Linked DNA regions of Anser cygnoides: region 2 is linked to region 1. A link is a contact called in public Hi-C data. All regions are on one chromosome and are shown on one strand. The core of a region is the stretch at or near the end of the contact, and the rest is flanking DNA. Distances in the headings are between cores, read along the strand shown. Region 1 overlaps PHF2 (PHD finger protein 2). Region 2 overlaps LOC125182522 (a long non-coding RNA gene).

Evidence for each region. Hi-C and Micro-C count contacts between places; a contact is called where the count stands out from the background.
Region 2: a contact with region 1 is called in a Hi-C map of fetal liver, with 2.6 times the contacts expected there. The contact joins two enhancer-like sites. A contact is called at or near these places in 5 of 7 Hi-C or Micro-C datasets (fetal liver, granulosa cells and liver).

What each region holds. Positions count from the first base shown.
Region 1 is chr10:22,552,723-22,556,014 of Taihu_goose_T2T_genome, reverse strand. The region is part of intron 2 of PHF2 (PHD finger protein 2); the gene reads left to right. It also overlaps the pseudogene LOC136791617. Among named protein-coding and RNA genes, the nearest start is that of PHF2, 48 kb to the left of the region's middle. Within about 2 kb of position 1,609, at least 1 of the 3 cell types and tissues checked has open chromatin away from gene starts, as enhancers often do. A contact at or near this core is called in fetal liver, where this site is marked.
Region 2 is chr10:22,606,106-22,609,397 of Taihu_goose_T2T_genome, reverse strand. LOC125182522 (a long non-coding RNA gene) reads right to left here. Exons shown (of 2, transcript XR_007162495.2): 2 at 2,858-3,039. Among named protein-coding and RNA genes, the nearest start is that of PHF2, 5.6 kb to the right of the region's middle. Within about 2 kb of position 1,652, at least 1 of the 3 cell types and tissues checked has open chromatin away from gene starts, as enhancers often do. A contact at or near this core is called in fetal liver, where this site is marked.

The sequences.
Region 1 (3,292 bases), core at 360-2,859:
GATTGCAAATGCTTCTGTTAGTGCTAATTCTCATTTAAGTCACTGTAAAATGTGTGATATATCAGCTTAAACAGCTACAGCAACAAATGATTTACTTTTTTTATTATTATTATTAGCCTATAACACTTTTGGTAAAATTCAAATGCATCAATAACAGTGCTTTGCTTTTATCTGATGATCAAATCAGTTTTACACTGCCTCAACCTGAGCTAAATTATTTTAATAACATTTAAAGTCAGCCATTAAGTTGTTTTAAATCATCCCAACGAGATATTCTTGGATACACAACAATTAACCTCTTCTTCTAGCTTTACTGCACTTGGGCAAAGACGTGGAGTGCGTTTTCTGAGGCTGCTGTGCTGCCTGCATCTGCACTGCTGTGGCTTGCACCGTAACCTCCAGCTCCGGCTGCTGCCCTGCTTCCCAGCTGGCATCTTGCTGCTGCAGCCTCTCACGTGTTCGTGCCCACACCACAGTGTTTTGCAAGACGTCTTGGGGAGTGTTTTTTTCCCTTTTTTCTTTAGCCTTCATATATTAAGTTTTTTTCTTCAAATCTGCTTTGGGAACCTGATGCTTTCCCCAGGAACAACATATTTGGTCTGGGAAAACTTCCTAATTGTCACACAGTTAAGAAGCAGTAGCTAGAGATGGTTCACAGAGAGTGGGAACTGTCAGGGGGTCTGTAAAGAGGACACCCACCTCGTACCTGCACACGTTTGAATATGAAATCGCAGGCAGCGGTGGGTTACCCTCGCTGTGCACGCGGGACTGTGTGTTCAGCCACCTCTGTCAGACTGCTGTAGGGTAAATGCTGTGCCACTTGATCTGTGAGCTCTTGCAGCAGAAGGGGATCTTGTTGGGATGTCAGTATGTTGTTTTGGGGATTTTACGGGCTTTCTGAAGCCAATACTTGGCCTGCTGATACAAATGAATCAACTAAGTCTGCTCCTGCTGCTGTTCTGAAGGCTGCTTCCCGTTCTGCCTGCTGCTGCTCGCCCCTCTGCTCCCTGCCCATCTTCCCCTCAAGGGAGCAGCTCTCCACAGCTTCTCCCCTCCAGCCCCGTGAAGCTGCAGTGTCTCTCTACTCGGCCTTCTCCATCTCCTCCTGGCCCGTGGGAGTCTTCCTGCCAGTACTACCGGCCTGTGCTCACCTTTCTCCTCTCCTCCCCTTGTGCCGCAGGAGAGCAGGGCTCAGCACAGGCAGAGGCCAGCTCCTGCTGCGTGCATCCCGTGCAGTTGTTCCCTTTGCAAGTGAGGAGCAGTTTGCGAGGAGGCTGGCAGCTGTGTCTGTCCTGCGACGCTGGCCGGCGTTCCCACTCCCCCAGCTTATTTCCAGCTCAGACTGTGCTTTTGTAAGCTCTGCCCCGACACTACATGTGCAGTTCTTTTGCTGAACCTCTCGTGTCCATTTTTATCTCATTGGCAGATCTGAATAATTGCACAAAAGTGCTATTGAGAGGTTTTTTTTTTTTCCAGTTCTGTGCTGCTGATGGTAATGCATCCAGGGTTCATATTGACAGATTAATGTGCGAATCGGTGCAGCAGGGGCTGTTGCTGGAGGCTGCTCCCAGGCACGCCGCGTGGGATCTGGCATTGTCTAACTTGGAGCCCGTTTGATCGTTGTAGGGGGTCAAATGGTCGACTCCAGTCTTTTTTATGTTTGCATTTCTCTCAGGCAAACAGGACAAAAAAAAAAAAAAAAGGAAGAGAGAAACTGGAGAGACTAAAGTGGAGCATTCTCACAAAAAAAAAGATACAAAATACAATTCACCTTTTGTGCTAAAATTTGGGGGGGGACACAGGGCTTGAGGGAAAGGGCAGCACTGTTCAGCTGCTGTCGATGAAATGGTTTTATTCACCTATAGGAATGTGATTTTATTCTATTGTTAATTAGCCACCTTGAGTTTAAAATACACGTGTAAGTTAGGTAGGAGACCACTTCAGGACCCTGCGCTGACCTCTGCCAAAGGCTGGCCTGGCGAGCTCCTCGTCTTCCCCCTTCACAGGTGCAAATGTGCTTTTGAGACAAACTCAGGGACGGGCCACTGCGGTGGAGCTGACGACAGCCCAGCAGCCAGTCCTTGTTCCTGTGCTGGCAGTAATTTCTTTGGGGATCGTGTGTCTTTAACTATGGAAATTCAATTTTTGTGCCCACGTTCATGCGGAAGCCAGCCGGTGGAAGCGGCTGGCAAGTCAAGCTTTGTTCACTGAGAAAAGGGGAACGAACTGGAGCCAGCTCATAATTTTGTTAATGATCATCAGAGTCATTTCAGTAGGGGTGATCGCTTGGAAAGTTTGTACTTGCAATTTCAGGTGCAGTAAGGATAGCAGTTTCTGGCTGCTGGTAGCTGTAAATGGCTAATCATTATTCAAAAGCCGTGTTGTGTTGGAAGAGTTGACTGCAGCCTTCAGAGAACCATTTGAGTTTGAGGTCAGTTATTTTTACTCTTCCATTTTGTTCTAGTTAAATATTTTTACTTGCTCTCAGAACAATAGCTCCCACCACACTGAAGCCTTTGCCCATTGCAGTAGCTTTTCATACCTCCTCCTGTAGCGATCCATGCAGTGCCCAAGGGTCTCATCTGCTTAGCTTAGCTAAATATAGACTTTTCAAGCCCTTGTATAGAGCCTAATCCATACCTTTACAAAGCTTGACAAGCTGAACCCAGTGGCATAAGCAGCTGATGCAGCTTTACGAGCAGAGGAATCCTCCACATTCTGTTACGCTTGTTCTAATCTGCCAGGGTTTGTTTAAATTTTCTACTGCTTAATCTGGTATTTTACTGCCTGTACGTACTTGACTCTGAGGACTGGATTGTTATGATGATTTTTTCCTGTCTGCAAACTTATTCTTTAGTTTTCCATGCTGTCTGCCCAGGGAGACCCAGTGATTTTGTATCTTTTCAAGCAACTGTTTAATACAAAAAGCATCAGCCAAATCTGTGATTACTTTTACATGATTCAGAAATAGAGTTTTGTTTACCAGCAGTGCTGCTGCAGCTCTGCAGCCAGGCTGAACTCACAAAAACGAGAATTTCTGCAATTTTGGTTGCAAAGCTTCTTTAGTTTGGCGAGGCCTGGGTCCCATACTTACACTGGTGGCTACAACAGGGTGGAAATGTCCACAAAGGTTTCTGGAAGAATCTTATTTTGTGGTCATAAAAAAATATTTATTTCCATATCTTACCTTCTTTGGCATTTTCCAGCTTGGTGGAATACTTACTGTTTTTTTTTTTTTGGATGCTGTTTTTCAAAAGCAGGTAGATCTGTGGATTGTAATCATGATCCTTAC
Region 2 (3,292 bases), core at 403-2,902, 53 kb before region 1:
GATGAAGGGTGGGCCTGCTTTCTGGCTGTAGTCACATCTGTCCTCACATAGTTATGCAGATGAATTTGACAATATAAGCAAAAAATATGAGGGGATGAGTTTGACAATATAAAGAAAAAAAAAACAAACAAACATGAGGGGACCCTGAAAATATAGAGTAAAAGTTGGGGGAGGTGCTACAGAGGAGCAGGAGTGCTGCAGATTCCTGTTGCCTCTCAGCTTGTTTTGTAGTGGTGCAGTTACAGCACTTGTGACAAAGTGTAGTGCCCTGTGGTGTGCCTCCTGACCAGGATACATCCACCTTTCTGGATGAAACAGCCTCAAGTGACCCTTGTAAGCACAAGTAAGAAATTCCAAAATAAAATGCACGAGGAGCTTCAAGTCTTCATTGCAACTTCCCCCTTGGACTCTGATATCGTAATGGATGGAGGCAGAAGGCAGCTCTCAGCACAGCAGCCTGCTTTGGGTGAAAATAACAAAATACGAGTCCGACTGCCAAGTTATGAAATCTTGTTTACTAATGGTTTAAATGTTTATAAAAACATTTTGCATGAGGCTCCTCAGTGGCCATGTTACTCGAGTAACCCTGGTCAAAATCACTTTCACAAAGCACTTCTGGAAGCTGCAGCCTGGCCTTGTAGCCTTCGTGTGCTGGGCAGAGCTGCAGCTGGGCAAACGAGGTCGCTGCTGGCCCTGAGGAGCTTCTGCTGCCCCTGAGGGTGACCTGGGGATGAGGCGGGGCATTATCCCTCCAGAATGTGGCTTTTCCCTTGAAGAGCAGAAAAGTTGGCAAGCAAGTACTGATTTCTAGAGATTGCAACTGAACCTCTTCTGATGGTTTTTCTGCTTGTTGTGCCTCAGACCTCAGCTCTTGCTGGTGACTCCCGCAGTCATGCGGTGACAGTGACAAGCAGTCTGTCCATGCAGCCCATTGCTCCAAGAACCAACCATGAGAGCAACAAAGGATTTTAAAAAAATGCATATTTTTTCCCTTGCTTTTTGTCTTTTCATTCTTATTTGCATCAGTGGCTGTGGACTCTGCTCTGACTTTAACCTTGCGTCTGCACTGATGTATTTGGGCTGCTTTTCCTGGGGGCTCGTGGATGCTTTGGGTGCTTTGATGTACCAAGCACTGGGTGAAGTGAGGCCTTTTCAGGGAGGGAGCGGGACAGGTTGCTGCTGCTTTCATCCAGCAGATGTGTTGTGAGGGAAGCCTCCTGGCTTGTGCTGTAGGTGGCAACTCTGACTCCTCTTCAGTGGCTCCTGCTGCCTGTGGGAACGCTGCTGCCCTGCTCGTGGTGTGCCAGCTAAATCACACTTGTAGCTGAGATTATGACGATTTGCCAGGGGAGGTATTGTAAATCCAGACTGGCAGATACAGCTGCTCTGTACTGCCTGTCTAAATTGGCTGTTTCCTTAGAGAGTAGAAGCCCAATTTAACCAGGACTTAGGAAAGAGGCAATGACTGCAGGGCGCATGAAAGAGGGGAGGGATGTGCAGGAGTACCAAGCCTTAGGCTTTTGTTTGTGAGTGCAAATGACTGCCTGAGCTCCCGCTGCTTCGCTCGCCCACAGTGCCTGCAGAGGGCTGCCGAGCACAACCGCGCTGGGCCGTGGCTGCCTCCCGCACCGCAGCCTCCGTCACAACACTTCCTGAGCACTAGGGGCCTTCCAGGGTGTGTGGAACTTGGACACCGGGCAAATTGTGAACACAGTCCAACGAACGTGCTGGGAAATGTGTTGCCCAGCTCACAGACCGTGGCCCAGGAGCAACTGGCTTGAAGTGGAGCGGACGTGTGGCCTCGCAGTGAGGCTCTACAAGCTGCAGGCCCCTCGGCTGTGAGGCGTACGGAGGTTTGGCTTCTCCTCTGGCTCACGCCAGCACAGCTTCCTGCTCGTCCAGGCGAGGAGCTGGGTCACTGGCTGGGTTTGCTGTCCTGTCTGTGGGGAGCCAGGGTGCGTCTCAGGCTGTGTGTGAGGGGTTACAGAGCGAAGGCTGGAGCGAGAGGGTGGGCGGCGAAGCCCGTGTGCCGGGGCCTCCCAGCCCAAACCCTTCACCAGCCGCCTGTCTCACTTACACAAGTGTTTCTGATGAGTTAAAGCAGGTCGATATAACACTACATGACTGGCTGTTTTGCATGTTGGAGGATGTGGCCTGTAGGAATCGGCAAAGTCGCCATCCAGTGATGGAGAGGTGGTAGGTTGATACGGGAGGCTGCTCTCAGACTCAGCCCTCACTTACTGTCCTCCCCTTGCTCTTGCCACAGCCCAAGCGGGGATGGTGTGCTTCTCTGATATTTATTTTAATTTTTTGTATTTAAGCTATCCTCCTGAAAGTTAAGTTTGATGAAGTATTGCACATGTAATGTGTGTGGTGAGAGAAAAGGCATAGCTGGTGTGATGCTTCCTGCCACCTGGGCTCTAAATGTGAGGACTATGTTTAATGGAAATATTTCTATTGCTGAATTAAATGTTTGCTTCTGTCACTGAGCTTAGTAAAATGTGACAGTCATTCCACTACTTTATGCCCTGCTGTAAAACACAGACAATAAACACTTCAAAAATATTTCTGTACCCAATGTTCATTAAATTGCAGGAGGCTTTGGCTAATAAATGTATATACTTACTTCAACAAGCACATCTGCCAGCACACCTGAAAGGCTGCAGGACGTGGTCAGGGTGATGCTGCAAGGCAGATGGTTGCTCTTCGATCCCACTGCCCTCTCTGGGGCTCCCCCCGGCTGCAGCAGTGGCACAGGAATACCAGGAAGGGTGGTGGTGGTGGAGGACTACTGGTGATTTTCTGAATTATTAGAATCTTTTCCTCAAAAAAAAAAAAAGCATTTGAAATCTTAAAATCTTGTACAAAATGCTGGTAAGTTTTTATTGACATCTGATAGGGTGGTCAAAGTTCAGGTTTTATGAACCTTGCAGATTCTGGTGAGCCATGCTGAAGACACAATTTTATTGTCAGTACAGTGCTGATGCCCAATGAAGTAGCTTCCTTGTGTCAAGGTCCGGTGTAACGCGAGATTGTGTGCTGAAATACGAGGCAAAAGGAAAGTGCTTGAGTCGAAAGGTACATGTATGGACTGATAAATGCAATTTGCGTTAACTGTTATGAATACAAAATAAATTCTTTAACTAGATCTTTAAGCTAATTTGCTACATGAAAGGCCCTTTTAACCTAGTCTCCTATTACAGTTTCAGTGATTTTAAATTACAAATGCTGTTTACATTCTTGACTGCCTTGCTTCAAACGGCATATCTCATTATTCCCCCTGGTTTGGAAT